Linked DNA regions of Mus musculus: region 1 is linked to region 2. Evidence: chromatin contacts called from public Micro-C data. All regions are on one chromosome and are shown on one strand. The core of a region is the stretch at or near the end of the contact, and the rest is flanking DNA. Distances in the headings are between cores, read along the strand shown.

Evidence for each region. A called contact is a pair of places that touch in the nucleus more often than the background predicts.
Region 1: a Micro-C map of granulosa cells shows a contact between it and region 2, with 4 times the contacts expected there. The contact joins two enhancer-like sites. A contact is called at or near these places in 5 of 484 Hi-C or Micro-C datasets (CD4 T cells, embryonic stem cells, granulosa cells and 2 more).

The regions. Positions count from the first base shown.
Region 1 is chr15:25,725,367-25,728,919 of GRCm38.p6, reverse strand. Myo10 (myosin X) reads right to left here. Exons shown (of 41, transcript NM_019472.2): 9 at 2,397-2,500. Among named protein-coding and RNA genes, the nearest start is that of Myo10, 100 kb to the right of the region's middle. Within about 2 kb of position 1,904, at least 23 of the 459 cell types and tissues checked have an H3K27ac peak or open chromatin away from gene starts, as enhancers often do. A contact at or near this core is called in granulosa cells, where this site is marked.
Region 2 is chr15:25,267,831-25,271,341 of GRCm38.p6, reverse strand. No RefSeq gene overlaps it. Among named protein-coding and RNA genes, the nearest start is that of 4930445E18Rik, 23 kb to the left of the region's middle. Within about 2 kb of position 1,526, at least 154 of the 459 cell types and tissues checked have an H3K27ac peak or open chromatin away from gene starts, as enhancers often do. A contact at or near this core is called in granulosa cells, where this site is marked.

The sequences.
Region 1 (3,553 bases), core at 655-3,154, 460 kb before region 2:
GGGACTACTTAAACCCCAGTTCTTTCTGGGGCTCTAGTGCTAGGAGTCCCAGGAGATAAACAAAAACCTAGCTCTGCATTTAAAACTGCGTGGCTTTTGCATAGGACCCATGTGGTCATTCTGAATACTTTACTTATAGGCAAGGTTTTGTTCTGTATCCCAGGCTGGCTTTGCGCTCACTAAGCAGCCCAGGCTGGCCTCAAATTTGCATCAGTCACCACGCCCCAGCCTCCTCAATGCTGACATCACAGGCATTTGTCACTGTGCCTGGCCTTCACCACCTCTAGATTACCAGACACAGGGCATATGCTACATAAACAGCAGTTCTGATGCTGCACGGATTTTGTAGATGCAACCTTCTTTCTCTTCTTTAGAAGTATTTTCTATCTGAAGTTGGTTACCTTTGGCAATACAGGACTCAGAGATCTGGGGTTAATATGATATTTTAAAAGAAGACGTCACAAAATCCAGCTTTCTCTCACTAGTACCCCACAGGGGCTGGGAGACAACTGTGCTATAAGCTGTCTTTCTTCATCCTGTTCTGGACTCACACTTTTCCCAGTACAAAGCCACCTGCCTTCTAGGTTCCTAGACCCCTCCCCTCTGAGGTATATACATAGAGTATTCTCTTCAGGGGGTGCCAGACACAGAGCCCTGACCTTGTGTGTGTGGAGCCCCAGTTTTGATCCTGATAACCGAGGACAGATAGAATAGTGACAGTCAGTGTCAGAGACAGCTGGAACAGACAGAGACAGAGACACAGATGGACCACTCTGCACTGCTCTGGACATTTGTGTGGCTTTGAACAGAGATGCAGAAGGAAAGAAAATCACATCACCGCCTCGTCTGCTTTGAATTCCATTTTTCCCCCTTTCTGCTTTCCTTTGTTTTTTTGAGACAGGATCTAAGTCTGTATATTAGGCTGACTTTACACTCAGGGCAAGCCTCCTGCCTCAGTCTCCCAAGTACTAGGATTGTAGGCATTAGCCACATTCCCCACTTGAATTCAGTTTCCAACTTCAAACCAGATTATATACATGGGATGGGGAAAATTTATGTGTGATTGATAGCTGATTTGAAATCAATGATTTGGTATTTGTCTGTCACCTGTTGGGTAGAAGTTCCCTGAACTGTATAGGCTACTACTGTTGCCCTTGGTTACACACCAACCCTGGATGTGGAGACCTTATTGATGAAGACACCACATACTGAACGATCAGAGAGTTTCTGACCTTTGAATGACTTAAAATGACAAGTCTAAAGAGTCTTGAAAGCAGGAAGACATGTGTAGGTTAAGGGCAGGCTGTTCATCAGCTCTGCAAGTCTCCCAGAAGACACCATTCTAATGAGCTGGCATGGCCATTAGGAGCAGAGCTAAATCCATGTAATGTTTAGGACAGGAAGTGTGAGCACCCCTTGGTATGCACAGGGACTGGTTCCAGGCACCCTGTAGGCATTACAATCTGAGAATGTTCAAATACCTCAGAAATAGGTGTACATGCCTATGTACATCCTCTCTATACCTTATCTCCAAATTACTTATAGTGCCCAATGCAGTATATATACATAACCGTTACACTGTACTGTTTAGGAAACAGCAACAGGGAAAAAAAAAGGCCTGAATAGATGAGTACATTTAAAAACCTGACAACACGTTTTCCCTCTGCTGACAGTTAAGTATGAGACCGTGAGCAGTGGATAGACAGGGATGCATGCGCTTGTGTCTGCTATATTTATACCTGATTAGATATAGTTACATGAGTCAACCCTGGACATATTGTACTCTAAAGCTGAGGACTCTGGCAAAGACACAGCCCACCACGTGACCTCCAGCCATACTCAGATAGGCTGTTCGCAGAGTACGCTGACCAGGCTCATTCAATGCAAGTCACAGTGTCCTGAGGCATTGTGAAACTGAGGGACACTAGCAACTGTTGCCACCATGAGTCAGCACCAGTGGTAACCTTGTCCCACGGCTAAGGGAACTATTTTTCAAAAGAAATCCTACCTACAGACTCAAAACTGGAGAACTGTGGCTAGGGGTGGGGGGTGGGGTAGGGCAAAGCCTGGGGCTCTATGAGTCTTGTTTTTAAGAGTGGAGGACACTGATTCTGAACATGCTGTTCCAAGTGAGCCACACCTCTGTCCTGATTGACGCTGTCACTCATCATGTTTGAAGGATACCTAGGATTCCCCTCTAGCCCAGAAAGCAGGCTTCCCTCTGACTTACAGGAAAAGAAATAACTGTTCTTATGTGTTCTTTCAAACGTAGTTATTTCTGTTTTCCTTACCAAAAAAAAAAAAAAAAAAAAAAAAAAAAAAAACAACCCTTTTTTTTAAGAGCAAAAATGAAACTCCTACTCTTATCAGGAGAACATTTTTAAAACTGAACTTACGATAACTTGTCTGAAGGATTCCTGGTCGCTGATCGTCTTGTCTTCCGTACACCCAGACTGATTCAAGTAATGGTAGTTTTCTGGCAAAGATAAATAAAATTCTTCTACAGAAAGACAAAGAAAGATGCGACATCAGTGCCCGGCTGGTATAGCTGACAAAATTCAGAAGACATCACTGTAATTTACCTGAGTACACTGAAGACTCTATTCTGGTTTTAATAACTAGAGCACACACCCAAGTCTATATCCCAAATGACCACACACTAAGATGCTGGTAGAGCTACTTTTTAGAAATCCCAGGGAAATAAAAACTTCATTAAAGTAAGCAGAACCATAGAGAACCCATTAACGAGACTCTTGCTTTATTGTTTTCTTCTAAAAGCCAAGCATTTCGGTTAGGGATGGTTAAGTGGGAGGGCTCGCTTAGGACACAGAAGCTCTCAGGCTATCCTCTAGTAGGACAATAAAGGAAAATAAGCACACACTTAGAAATGACTGTCACCTAGGTGTGTTTTAAAAGTATAACCTTTGCCTAGGGAGATGGCTCAGTGGTTAAGAGTACTGGCTGCTCTTCCCTAGGACGTGAGTTCAATTCCCAGCAACCACGTGGCGGCTCCCAACCCTCTGCAGCTGCCGTTCCAAGGAATCTGAGTCCCTCAAACACCAGTGCACATGAAGCAAAAATAAATGATTAAAAGAATATATCATATGGGGTAGTGAGTTTGTAACGCCAGGCTCGCTGGCCAACCAGCACAGACTCAATGGCAAGGTCCAGGTTCAGTGAGAGATCCTGGCTCCAAAGGTAATGCAGAGAGCAATGGGGGTGCCTCTGACATCACCTTCTGGCCTCTATGCACAAACATGGGAACTCACTAGTTTACATGCGTGCATACAAAAATACAGACACATGTGTATGTACAGAGAAAACACAGATAAACATGTGCACACACACACACAGAAATAAAGCTGCTTGCATTACATTATATATGTCTCACAAATATCCGTTACATTCAAAGTGTACTAAGATTACAAATAGTTTGAGGTTTCTCTGCTGCTAGTTTTTCCCCTGTGCTGGGGTGATCCTCAGATGACCTCAGCCGGCATCTCTGGTACACCCGCTGCACTCACACATTTTACTGCAACTGGTGGACATCACG
Region 2 (3,511 bases), core at 277-2,776:
GGAGACTGGATGTAGCTTTCAGGTTCTACGGCACAGATTCTGATGAAGCATGGTTCATGTTCATGCTAGATTTTTTTTCATTTGAAAGCAAACATTCTTAATTGTCCTCAGAAATGCCGATTTTATGTCATTAACAGTGGGGTTTTTTTTTTTTTTTTCTTTTTGAGACAGGGTTTCTCTGTGTAGCTCTGGCTGTCCTGGAACTCACTTTGTAGACCAGGCTGGCCTCGAACTCAGAAATCCACCTGCCCCTGCCTCCCGAGTGCTGGGATTAAAGGCGTGGGTCACCACGCCCGGCAACAGTGTATTTTTAGGGGACATTCTGCAGATGTCCCACTGTGAGACTGAGTAGCACTTAGCACATTAGCTGAATTAAAGCCATATCCTAGTCCTAAACGAGTTTCCAAGCCTTAAGTTGAGAGTACCTGGGAGAAAAACAAAACGAACACCAAAAGAACATAAACCAGGTTGAAAAAAAAGCAATCCCAAATAAAACCGCAGAGCAGGTAAATCCTTGGAGATCTAAACACCTCAAAGTCCAGCAAGCGCCACTTCTCGGGGCAGAAGCAGTGGTACCAGCCAGATCCAGCCCAAGAGCAGAGGCCCCAGGAGATTCCAGAAAGCTGCTCAGAGGAGAGGAAAGAAACAGTATCAAATAAGTCAAAATACAGCAGACACAGCCCAGCTAGTGGAGCCCAGCACCGGAGCACTGACTGAATGTCTGCAAATCACAACGGACGCAGGCTGCTCAAGACTGTCGTGCGATGAGGAGGAGTTGCTGATGTGTCTCTAGGCACACAAAAATTGGAGTGTCGTGCATGTGTAGACGTCTGGGACTCAGCATGTTTTGGCTTACGTTACTTCAGCGTGAGAAGCAGTGTGCAGAATTATGGTTATTAGCCAATAAGAAACATCAGGATTATGCCTGCACATGTTGCTAAATGGAATGGGGAGTTTACAGTACTTGGGATGTCTCAGATAACGTCAAGGCTGAAAGCGTTAAGCCCCGTGGTCTGTGAAAGTCGTATCTGAGCTGATTATTTCTTGGAGTATGGGAAAGTTTAGAGGTTGTGTTAGACCTCACCGTTGAGATGAAAGAGCTGCATTTATTTCATAGAGAAATGAGCCATTGCTTTGGAGTGATCACCTACTGAACAAAAGTATTAAAAATAAATATGACCTTATACAACAGTTCATGCTTACATACAGAACTCCCACAGGTATGCCCCATGTGTATTTACAAACCTTGCCTACACAAACGCAAATACACGCATGTGTGCTTACACACACAGGTACACAAACGAAACTTTCCTGCCTCCTTTTTCTCGTGTGTGTGTGTGTGTGTGTGTGTGTGTGTGTGTGTGTGTGTGGCCTTGCCCTAGCACTCTACCGCTGAGCTACATCATCACCCCGTTCTCTTACCTCACTTATTTATTTATAGGAAAAGCTGTGAAAAGATCTGGCTACTCTTCCTGTTTCGACATCTCTCAGCAGAAAGTCTACCCAGAAGGCGGAAGTAAAAGACAGTTTGTGGAATGGTTTTTTTTTTCCCCCTCAGCTGAAAGCAGACTTTAAGACAGCTATTTTATCTGATCTGTGTCACTGAGTGACTCATCCCCCCCCCCCCCCCCCGCGTGCTGCAAGTCGCCCTTAAGCACGTATTTCTAGGGCTTTCTGTGCTCATGCACTATTGACAAGCAATCCCCTGCTCCGTTCCCACGTTCCCTGAGGTGCTGCTTGAAGTCTGTAGTGAGCTAGTACTTCATTAAGGGATCCTCAGGGGTGGGAGGGCAGAAGTCTGCTATGTCTCCTCACCAGCTGGCAGAGCAGCTGCCTCCCTACCTGCGTTTATACTAATAGTCACTGACAAGGCTTAGTAGGCCAAGGGGTCTGGGTTCTCTGACGCCACAGCTCTGACCTCCACCCCTGAGGGAGAAATTCCAGATACCCAGCAGTTGAGTTTGAAGAGGGAGGAAGGTCAGTTGGAAGGGAAGAAAGCCCTTGCTCAGAGACTGGGTTGAAGTCACCCTGGAGACTCCCGACATCCTTTGTTTGCCTTCACTCTTTGAAAGGACAGGGTTCCAAGGCGCACACATGCCTGGGATGGTCTAAAAGGTGAAGTGACAGGCAAACATTGACACAGTGAACATGTAAAGGAAAAAGGAGTTAGTGCCTAGACTCAGAGGGTATGTTTGGTTTGTTTCCTGACACTTGTTGACTTGCTTGTGTGAGCTTTTACAATCTAACCTTAGGGAGAAAGTCAAAAGTGATTCCCATGGCAGCCCAGTGGGCCTCAGGCAGTAAGGGAGGAGACATTTGGTGAGAAAACAGATAATTCAGTAGGAATTTCTTTGTAGATTTTGCAATAAGTTGTAGAAGAAGAAAGATGAGGTTTTTTTTCTAGTTTATTTCTGAAAGAGTTAAAGTAGATTTTTTTGTTTTTGTTTTTGTTTTTTTGTTTTTTTTTAAGAGCATCTTCTGACTTTGTCTGAGCAAGGGAGAGTTAAGACATGTTAAGAATTGTCCACACTGTCCTGGGCCTTTGGGAGGAAAAAACAAAGGCCTGCCTTCTTGTAACCAAGTAGGACATCGAGAGAGATTGAGAGATTTGGGCCATGACATGCCCTTGGGACCATTTGCACCAAAGTGTTCCTGTGTTCCTGTTGACGGTGAGGAATGGGAGTTTTTCAGGTCCATGAGTCAGGGTCACCTGTTCCAGTGAGTCACAGAGGTCAGAGGTCATGGCTCAAGCAGTAATTGTTGAAGAGGAAGTAGCAGCCAAGTGGTTTTAGAGGCCAGATATGGTAGTTTTTGGAGGGGTTAAGTGGAGACTCAGACCAGGAGTCCCATGCTATTCAAAGAGTTATTCCTTGTAAGTTTTCTTTTTTAAAGATTTATTTATTGTATGTATATGAGTACACTGTAGCTGTCTTCAGACACACCAGAAGAGGGCATCAGATCCCATTACAGATTGTTGTGAGCCACTACGTGGTTGCTAGGAATTGAACTCAGGACCTCTGGAAGAGCAGTCAGTGTTTTTAACCACTGAGCCATCTGTCCAGTCCCTCCTTGTAATTTAAAACAAGGCCCAAAGCCTCAGGGTGGGGGGGGGGGTAAGGAATCCCCTAAACCAATGGTTCTCAACCTATGGGTTGTGACCCTGTAGGGGGTCAAATGACCTTTTCATAGGGGTCACATATCTGATATCCTGCCTTATGTAAAATATTTGTATATAAATTAGATATTTACATTATAATTCATAGCAGTAGCAGAATTACAGTTATGAAGTAGCAATGATAATTTTATGGTTGGGGGTCACCACAACATGAGGAACAAGGGTAACAACATCAGGAAGTTTGAGAACCACTGTCATAGACTCAGAAGGAGTCAGGAGTCACAAGGGACTTAGACTCATTTGACTTGGAAACACAAGCAAACATAATTTGAATTGATAAATTTGTGCGTTAAAGGATAAAACTGAGCGGAGATGGAGATTGTAGCTCAGTGGTTG